2 separate regions of the Mus musculus genome follow, and region 1 is linked to region 2. Evidence: chromatin contacts called from public HiChIP or PLAC-seq data. All regions are on one chromosome and are shown on one strand. The core of a region is the stretch at or near the end of the contact, and the rest is flanking DNA. Distances in the headings are between cores, read along the strand shown.

Evidence for each region. HiChIP or PLAC-seq counts read pairs in DNA pulled down with a chosen protein or histone mark.
Region 1: an H3K27ac HiChIP or PLAC-seq map of the NIH/3T3 cell line shows a contact between it and region 2, with 5 times the contacts expected there. The contact joins two enhancer-like sites. A contact is called at or near these places in 2 of 15 datasets of contacts at CTCF or cohesin (the NIH/3T3 cell line and large pre-B cells), 3 of 484 Hi-C or Micro-C datasets (the AML12 cell line, brown adipocytes and cerebral cortex), 18 of 115 datasets of contacts at active chromatin or transcription factors (the HPC-7 cell line, the NIH/3T3 cell line, bone marrow-derived macrophages and 10 more) and 3 of 9 other capture datasets (adipose tissue, liver and pancreatic islet).

What each region holds. Positions count from the first base shown.
Region 1 is chr10:4,332,109-4,336,395 of GRCm38.p6, forward strand. All of the region lies in intron 2 of Akap12 (A kinase (PRKA) anchor protein (gravin) 12), which reads left to right. Among named protein-coding and RNA genes, the nearest start is that of Gm40592, 24 kb to the left of the region's middle. Within about 2 kb of position 2,358, at least 264 of the 459 cell types and tissues checked have an H3K27ac peak or open chromatin away from gene starts, as enhancers often do. A contact at or near this core is called in the AML12 cell line, the NIH/3T3 cell line, adipose tissue and 3 more, where this site is marked.
Region 2 is chr10:4,117,823-4,122,220 of GRCm38.p6, forward strand. All of the region lies in intron 26 of Mthfd1l (methylenetetrahydrofolate dehydrogenase (NADP+ dependent) 1-like), which reads left to right. Among named protein-coding and RNA genes, the nearest start is that of Gm25515, 16 kb to the left of the region's middle. Within about 2 kb of position 3,064, at least 102 of the 459 cell types and tissues checked have an H3K27ac peak or open chromatin away from gene starts, as enhancers often do. A contact at or near this core is called in the AML12 cell line, the NIH/3T3 cell line, adipose tissue and 3 more, where this site is marked.

The DNA of each region.
Region 1 (4,287 bases), core at 1,108-3,607, 210 kb after region 2:
AGCTGAGGCTAGCCTTCTGTCCACAGTGATGGAATTACACAAGTACACCATTCCTGGCTGTCTGCTTTCCTTGCTGAGACTGTGTTATTACAAAGTTCTTAAGATGTCCGTAGAAATCTTTCCTTGTTAACTAGCATTTCTGGTTAGCATCTCTAGCTCTCCTTTGCTGTCTTGGGCCTCTGAACATGAACATGAACTGTAAGTAACAGTAGCTATGAGGAGCCCACCCCTGAGTTCCCAAATCACTCTTTCCAGACATTGCCCCAGGATGCTGCTTCTTTGTATTCAACATTAGGGAGTCCCTATTCTTCTCTTAGGCTAGCTCTATCCTTGTATCCCCAGGGGTTGCCACTCTCAACTAAGTATCCTAAGGCCATAATATCTGATTAGCGCCCAGTGGATTTCAGCACAACAAAAGTGGAGCATGACCTTGGCAAATATTTATTGACTAGATCATGCAGATTTAAGAAAACACCCCCTAGCAATCTTCCGCCAAGTGATGGGCATATATTCTGTCATCTTTGTTTTAGGTGGTGATGCCTGGCTCTAAAACGTCTCCTTTCACGCGAGTGGAAAGGAGTAATGTCAAGGGAACGGTGCCTGCCCTTGCAGTGACCCCTCTGTCTGACCTTTCCTTCTGCCTCTGTCCTGATTGATGGTTTTCCATTTTAAGGCCAGCCCCAGAGGAACTTGCTGATGGTCACGGCTATATATACTCCCTGTTCTTCATTACACAGGGAGGTAGTGATTCCAGATAACTGTGTGCTGGGAGGGTCAGCCTCTAGCACAGCATCCATTGTGCTGTCTTTGAGCCTTAGCTGCCTCACTTTGAACCTCATTTGAGGAGTGTATTGTCACCTGTGTTATGAAAGCAAAGATCTTGCCTTACTTAGCCTTTTCTTAAAAGAGTGTTTTGTCTGCTTTGTATCTGGTGAATTTTCCCCTTAGCTATCAAAGTGGCGTCGCTGTTGTTAGAATTTGGGGTCAGAAGGGAAGGTGTTGGTGATGCAGTTATGTAAACCCGAATCCACAGAGGAGTGGGGTGACTGCCATGTGCTGTCTACAACTGAATACTGGGAAGTGGTTCTGTATTCTTAGTTCCCTGGGCCTTCAGGGATCCTGGGACACTGTGGGGGAAGTGTCTAGTTTAATGTGGACCACTGACCCTGCATATAGGGCTTCTTATCCATGATCTACACACAGGGAATAGATGGTGGGAAGAGAGATGTCTGGGTTGTCTGAAACCCCACCTATTGGGAATGCAGAGGGCAAATGTCTGCTCCCAGATCTTAACCAACCAGGATAAGACCCATTGCCTGGCTTGCCGAGACTCAAAGCCAGGTTGGGCGTTGGCTGGGAAGCCTTTCTGGATCTTTGTAATGCTGATATGTGTAACCATTGTCTGATTGCCCAGGAGTTGTCCCTTTTTCGCTCTTTCTGGGCTGGAATGTGGTGCATTGTGCCTCCTGGTGGCAAGAAGCAGCAACCATCGTGGATGTCTGAAATCTTTCTTTCAAAAAAAATTTTTTTAATCCCCTTTTTATGTCGCTTGTCTCTGTCTACTCTTTTTCCCGCACCGATCTCCCCGCTCCAGTTCCCTAAGTAGTCATGAACAAGGCCTTCAAGTCTGACGAGAAGAGCAATAATATAACCTTTTATTTTGGGGTGGGGAGAGGTGGTTCGCTCCAACAGGCCAGTTGGACCTATCCTAACTGAAGATCCAGCTCATTTATTACTTGTGTCTTTGTAGAGAAACAATCTCAAGATTAACAGAAAAGAAATATTGGGCTGCCTGGATTTTTAATGCAGCTGTTTTATTTGCTATACGCTTGTAACAGGAGGAGAGTGTTGGTGAAGTTTCAACCCAATGTTTAGCTCATTTCTACCACGAAAAGTAGAGAGACCCAAAGGTCAGATATTTCTGCTTTTTAGAAAGTTGTCTCGGTTAAATGCTAAAGATAGTTCGCTTTGTGACAACCCTTTGCAAAAGGCCTGGGATCGCAGAGAGTTGTGGGTCTTTACGCTGACCGGAGTGTAGGAAACGGTTGGCAACATACTATGGGCTTTAAAAAGGAAATGCCGCTTTGCACCTCATCCACCTTTAAAAATGGCGTTAAAAATCGGAGAATTTAATATCTGTGCAGTTATTGCCTTTACATAATTTTAAAAGTTTGAGATGCAGGAGTCGGTGCCAGGGATGAAGTCACCGCTTGGATCAAATATTGATGCTCGGGGTCTGGCTCACCCCAGAGACTTAAAACTTTCTCCTGGGTCGCGACAGACCAGGCACAGAGACCAGCCCTGTAAAATGGGGCACGTGACTTCCCCGGGTGGTGCAGCCAAGTCCGGACAGAGGTGTGGGCTGGCTGGCTGTGGGCGGGGCCTACGGCGTGGGCGGGGCCGTCCTATAATTAGCCAGAGAAGCGCTTCTCCAGTGCGCATTGCTGCACCTCCAGGGCTGGAGAGCTTCCTTGATGCTCTGAGGACTGCATTCCTTTTCATCTCACTGGTTAGCCGGGAGTAGACAGAGGAGAAGGAGACTTCCTGCCGTAAGAGGCCGAAAACTGTAACTAAATATGCTGGGGACTATTACCATCACAGGTAAGACTGGTGACTCTTCTTCCTGCTGATGTGACTCTGGAAGAAGAGTCTCAAGAGGTGAGCCGTGTGGCTGGAATTTTATTAGCTTTCAATTATCTCTCCCTACACTTTCACCGGTGTAGGGAGAGATAATTGAATATGGAGAGCATTCCATAGCCCCTCGGAAACCAATGAACCGCACATTTTATTTTTATTTAAACCAAAATCTTCCTGGAAGCGCTCACGGGACAATGCATCTGGTTGGGAGCCTTATCCGGTCCCCTTAGAGAAGTGGGGGCTGTGCTGTTGAGAGAAGCCACAGCAGCTAGCGAGTTGAATCAGCATCAGATTCACTGTGGATAACCTGCCCTAGTCTAATTTTAAAAGTTCCTATGTCTGAGAAATTGTAAGCGTTCAGTGCTTCCTAGAGCTCATTAAATAAGAACGTTGAGTGAAGTCGTGTATCAGGCTAATATTTTAGTTTAGTTCTGTCATACGTGGTTAGTATTAGCCATAATACTAATACATAATACATAGTTACTAAACCTAAGGGAAGAAATGCCATTTAAGTATTAGTAAAAAAAAAAAAAAAAAAAAAAAAAAAGGTAGTGAAAATAATTATTTTTCCCATGCTTGTTTTCTAGGACTCTACTTGTGTGAGTTGTAATGTTATGCCAACTTCTAGAAGTGGGCAGTCTACGCCAGGCGTTCAGAATGCATTTGCAAATCCACTAACTTGGCGTTTGATAGATAGTCTGAGACTGGCTATATAGGAGAGTGCGTGTTTACGCTCACTTTCCCGTTTACGCTCTTAGAAAATTAAACTCCACTTGCTAACTTACATTTACAAAAGTGGCTCCGATTTAAATATTTAAGATGAATGCTGCCAAATCTGTTGTCTCAAAGTGGGGCGTAGACTTTCCAGGGCTTCCATATTTTTTCTCTGTGTGACTCTTCCCCCCAAAGCCGTGTCTCCCTGTGGAATTTTAAATGACTTCAAAAGTTTAGCAGAGCTAAAAATATCTCTCACTTCCTATAGTTTAGCTTGTTTATGCCGAGGGCTCTTTCATAGTCTGTCCCATCTGTCATGTCTCTAGTCTTTCTACTGCTGGCCAGGGTGGACATTTATGAAACCTACAAATTAAAGACGTTTTAAAAAAATGAATAGCATTCTTCTTCCAAGTTCATTAGGTGTTTTCTTTAAGATTTGTTTGTGATAATGTGTATATGTGTGTGCCAGTCAGTCCGTGTATGAGTACAGGTGCCCTCCAGAGTCAGAGATGTTGGATTCCCCTAGAGCCTATAGTTACAGCTTATAGTTTTAGTTGGGAACTGAACTTCTGGCCTCAGAAAGAGTTGTCTATTCTCTTATTCTCTTAACTGCTGCACCCTCTCTCCAGCCCGAGTCAGGGTGTCTGCATGGATGGATGGATGGATGAACAACACTTTGAATGGGTCCTCTGAGATCTCCCTCTCTCCTGGCATTTTTTTTGTGTGTGTGTGTGTATAAGGTGTTGTGTATTCCATTTTTTATTAATTTGTCTCGTGCTCAGTTTCTTGTGGGAAGGAGGGGGTTCCAGCGGGTAATCCCAGTGGAGCCACAGGCAGAGTATTTAGAAGAACCGTTCAGTTTTTAAGGTACTATTAAGTGGTTGGATCTATGGCTTTCTAGATTATACTTCACACTGTGCATATGGACAGTGTTGC
Region 2 (4,398 bases), core at 1,814-4,313:
GCCAGAAATTATTGTAAGTACATCTTATGATTCCATGTCTAAAATGTGTTATGACTTAGAAACCTAATTTGTGCGTAGGGATAAGGTTTCATGGTATAAACTGTCTACAATATAAGAATGCATACAAGTGGCCAGGTGCGGTAGTGCATGCCTTTAATCTCAGCACTCAGAAGTAGACGCAGGCCTGATCTATATACCACATTATGGGCTAGCCAGAGCTACACAGTGAGGCTCTGTCTTATTAATTAATTAATTAGGTAATTAAGTGGGCTGGAAAGGTGGCTCAATAGTTGAGAGCACTGGCTGATCTTCCAGAGGTCCTGAGTTCAATTCCCAGCAACCTCATGGTGGCTCATGACCATCTATAATGGGATCTGATGTCTGTTTCTGGCACGTAGGTGTACATGCAGGTAGAGTATGTATGCATATAAAATAAATAAAATTAACCTTTATAATTAAATAAAATGCAATGAGTGTATAGACCCACAGGTCAGTAGCAGAGCATTTGCCTCACACTGAAGAGATCCATCTCTTCAACACATCCAGGAAAAAGGGCATAGAAAAGGCAGGGAAAATAAGGAGTCGCTTATACCAATCATGATAAAAATAAAAACTGTCCTCAGAACTAATGTTTATGGAGCACTTGAAGTGTCGGGCAGTGTTCAGAGCCATTTGTGTATAGCTGACTCTTTTGCTGTTCCCAGTGTCCTTTCGGGAGAATCGCATCTCTGTTCTTGTTCTGAAAGCCCAGGGGACTTAAGTCTCTTACCCAGCCATAGATGGCAAGTGGCAGGTCAGGATTCATCATTGACTTTCCTTCTTAGAAAATATTCCCATTTTTCTGCTGGGGATGTGGTCCTCTTTTCTGTGAATTAGTCAAATTAAACTTTGCTTCTGCCAACCAATTAGAAAGGGCAACTTCAAACTACTTGCCCATTTTGTGGGCAGATGATGTCCAAACCTTTGTGCCTGGGCGTTTGATATTTCCATACTAATTAGTGAAATGGACCAGCAAATTGGCTCAGCAGGTAAAAGAGCTTGCCACACCAGCCTGAAAATTTGAGTTCAACTCCCAGGCTCCTTAGTAGGAGAGAGCTGACTCCTGAAAGTTGTCCTTTGACTTCTACAGAGTCAAATGCCTTCAGAGGTCTGGGGAGATGGTTCAGTCATCCAACTACTTACCAGGCAAGCGTGAGGACCTGAGTTCAAACCTCAGGAGCTTACATAATAAAGTGAGCATGGCAGTAGTCACCTCTAACCCCAGCACTGAGAGAGCAGAGTCCTAGAGGTCAACAGATAGTCAGCCTTACCAAACCAGTGGGTTCCAGATTCAGTGATAGACATTATCTCAAAATAAGGGCAACTGAGGAGGACACTCTAGCCCTCTAGCTCCACACGTGTACCACAGATAGTCACACAAATAAATTTCATTACTAGCGAAGCTTTCTCAAGCTCTTTGTTGAAACCCCACCCCCTTCTGGGACTGACATCTGAAAACAAAACAAAACAAAGGGGCAACGTGCAAATGGTAGTGGCACTTTTACACTAAAGAGACAGATTCTCCTCACCAAGAAAAACACCCATCCATACACAGCGAGGTGGCGCTCTGTCCTGCTTTCACTCTCCACAGTAAATTAAAACATGCCAGGGAACCTTCACACCTATGAGGACAGCTGGACAGAGAATGTTAATTTCACTGCGTGTCAGACACAGCCTGTGGCATATTTATAATGGGCTGAGGTGAAACCTCTTGTCTCACTTCATTTCCATATGTAATAAGAGAGGCCTAGCCAATCTCCCACATTGATTGAATAAAATAAATAGCTTTTTGCTACCAAAGAATAAGACTGGGGAAGGAGGGCTCGAGAGATAGCTCAGTGGTTAAGAGCACTGACTGCTCTTCCAGAGGTCCTAAGTTCAATTCCTCGCAACCACATGGTGGCTCACAACCATCTGTAATGAATTCTGATGCCCTCTTCTTGTGTGTCTGAAGACAGCTACTCATACACATATAAATAAATAATTCTTTGGGGGAGAAGAAAAAAGTAGGGAAGGTCCATGGCAGGAACCAGCATGGGTGGCACCAAAAATTCGAACAGAGCAGCCCATGGGGACACCAATGGCTTGTATTTTGCATGGCCTGCACTCTTGGTCTTCCAAAAGTTTTGGGTATGTATCATAGAAACATGATTCATTTTGCTTTAGAAATGCCCTGACAGTGACAGCCAACCAAAGTCATTCTTTCCATTACAAATTTACACAGTTTTCTGCAGGCTGGATGATATTGTGCCTACAGAGTTTGTCTCATGGATCTCACAGGATATCGTAAAAATAATTATTTATGGGCGTACATATAATTTTAATTTGCCCTTGTGAGAAAGGAGAGACATGATTCAGGTGTGCCCTTAACCCCACTCCCTTAATTCCCTAAACCCTTGCCACACCTGTAGTGAGGCCATGGATTCCAGTGTTGAAGGACACATGTCCCCACCTGGCTATCTTAACCTGCAACAGTTCAGTAAATCCCTACAGGTCTCCTAAGATGTGTGTGAGTGTGTGTGTTCCTGTATATTTTTCCTAAGCCACCATTTCCTGGACCCCCAAATTATTATTTTCTCTAGTGATAAGCACATTGTGAGACTCGAGACAAATAGGATACCTAGGCTTAGCATCCACCCTTATATAGCTGGTACCTTCATCCCTGGGTACACTGATGCCCTTCCATTCCACTTCTGTCTTAGGCTTCTGTAATTCTGAACTGGATATAATTGGTATTATTATAAAATCAAACTAGGAACATTGGTGAGTGCTGGAGTTTTGTTGTGGCTGGTGGTTTTCGTGACAGTTGACAACCTCTTGAGGCAGAAAATGCTCCCCACTTCCCATTTTGTTGAGTACACCTCATACTAAATATTCTCAGTAGTGGGATGCTGTTGCTACCCGGGCCACCTGGTGATTGGCATGTCCCAGAGCACTTTCTGGAGCATGTGCACTGCTGCACACTGTACCGTTCACTGGAGGCAGCTGTGTGCAGCACTTGTGAGCACGCCCAGCTGTCTTTTGGCACAGTGAGGACGGACGCTTCCTCGGGATATTGCATAATACGCAGGGGAATCGTTGCTTTCAGTGGATGTTTGGCTTTACTGCGTTCCAGACTGAAGCCTTTCCTGTGTTGCAAAGGAAGGTTCTCTAGTCACTCAAGGAAAGACATAGGAGTTCAGCACAGGGCAAAGCAGGCCACAGTTCGCAGGGAGACACCACCTCCAAGGTAAGGCAGCACAGCATTCATGGAAAACGTGCTGAAACAACTCAAGCAATGTATTTAAATAGTAGAGCCTTCCGAGTGTCTCCTTGGCATGGAGTATGCACCCCAGAGGGAACAATGGAGATTTTGGTTATTGCCAAAAGCTCAGGTGCTAGAGTTCTCCCCAAAGGAAACGACTAGCCCTCTTCTATTAGGTATCCTGTCCTAAGGCATGTGGGACCATTCATTAAGCCAGTATAGCCTACTGAAGGCACCCTGTTGCACACAAAATGCCAGAGGTCTGATTCACCTGTTCAGCATATATAGAGGAATGTTGGGTACAAAGCCAAGAGAAAACCACAAAGGCCCTTGCCCTTGAGGAATGAACAAGCTAGTGAGAGACACAAGCCTGCAGAGTGGATGGCCCTGAAAGCCATAGAGAACTTAACCAGGTAATACAAGACATAGAGGCAGAAGATACAGACCTTCAAGGCCTGAAACAATATTGCTGATGTCCTTTAATATGGCAAGCCTGTATAAGTGGTACAAGAGTTACAATGTGTTATGACACTGGGCAGGAAGGCATGACCCAGGTCACATGAAATTGAGTGCCAAGCTTGGGAATTAGAGTTTATCTTGCAGAGCCTGAGAATCTTAAGTGGAGCAATATAATTAATTATGTTCACATTTTTAGAAAGATCACTCAGGTGGCAAGATGGATGGAACAGAGGGAGGAGGACTTAATCTTGTTAAGATGGTAACTGTTATGGCGGGAGGGAGTGCCACACACCCTTAATCCCAGCACTGGGGAGGCAGAGACAAGCGGAGCTCTGTGTGTTAGTTAGAAACCAGCCTCATCTACAAAGCAAGTTACCAGACAGTCAGGAATGTTACAAAGAAACTCTGTCTCAAAAAAACAACAAACAAACAAAAAGATGGTAACAGTTACAAAGACAAAGAACTACATAAGGTTGAGTGAGCTAGAGACAGGAAATCAGGTAGGAAGATACAACAGTACCTAAAGTGCGACATCAAGGAAGCTCATTAGACACTCTGGGGTCTTTACTCTTACCTGGTCCTTGAGCACAAATAGTTGAGGGCAAAGACTTTGCGACATTTCTCTTTTCTTCCTAGTGGCTAACAGTACCTGGAAA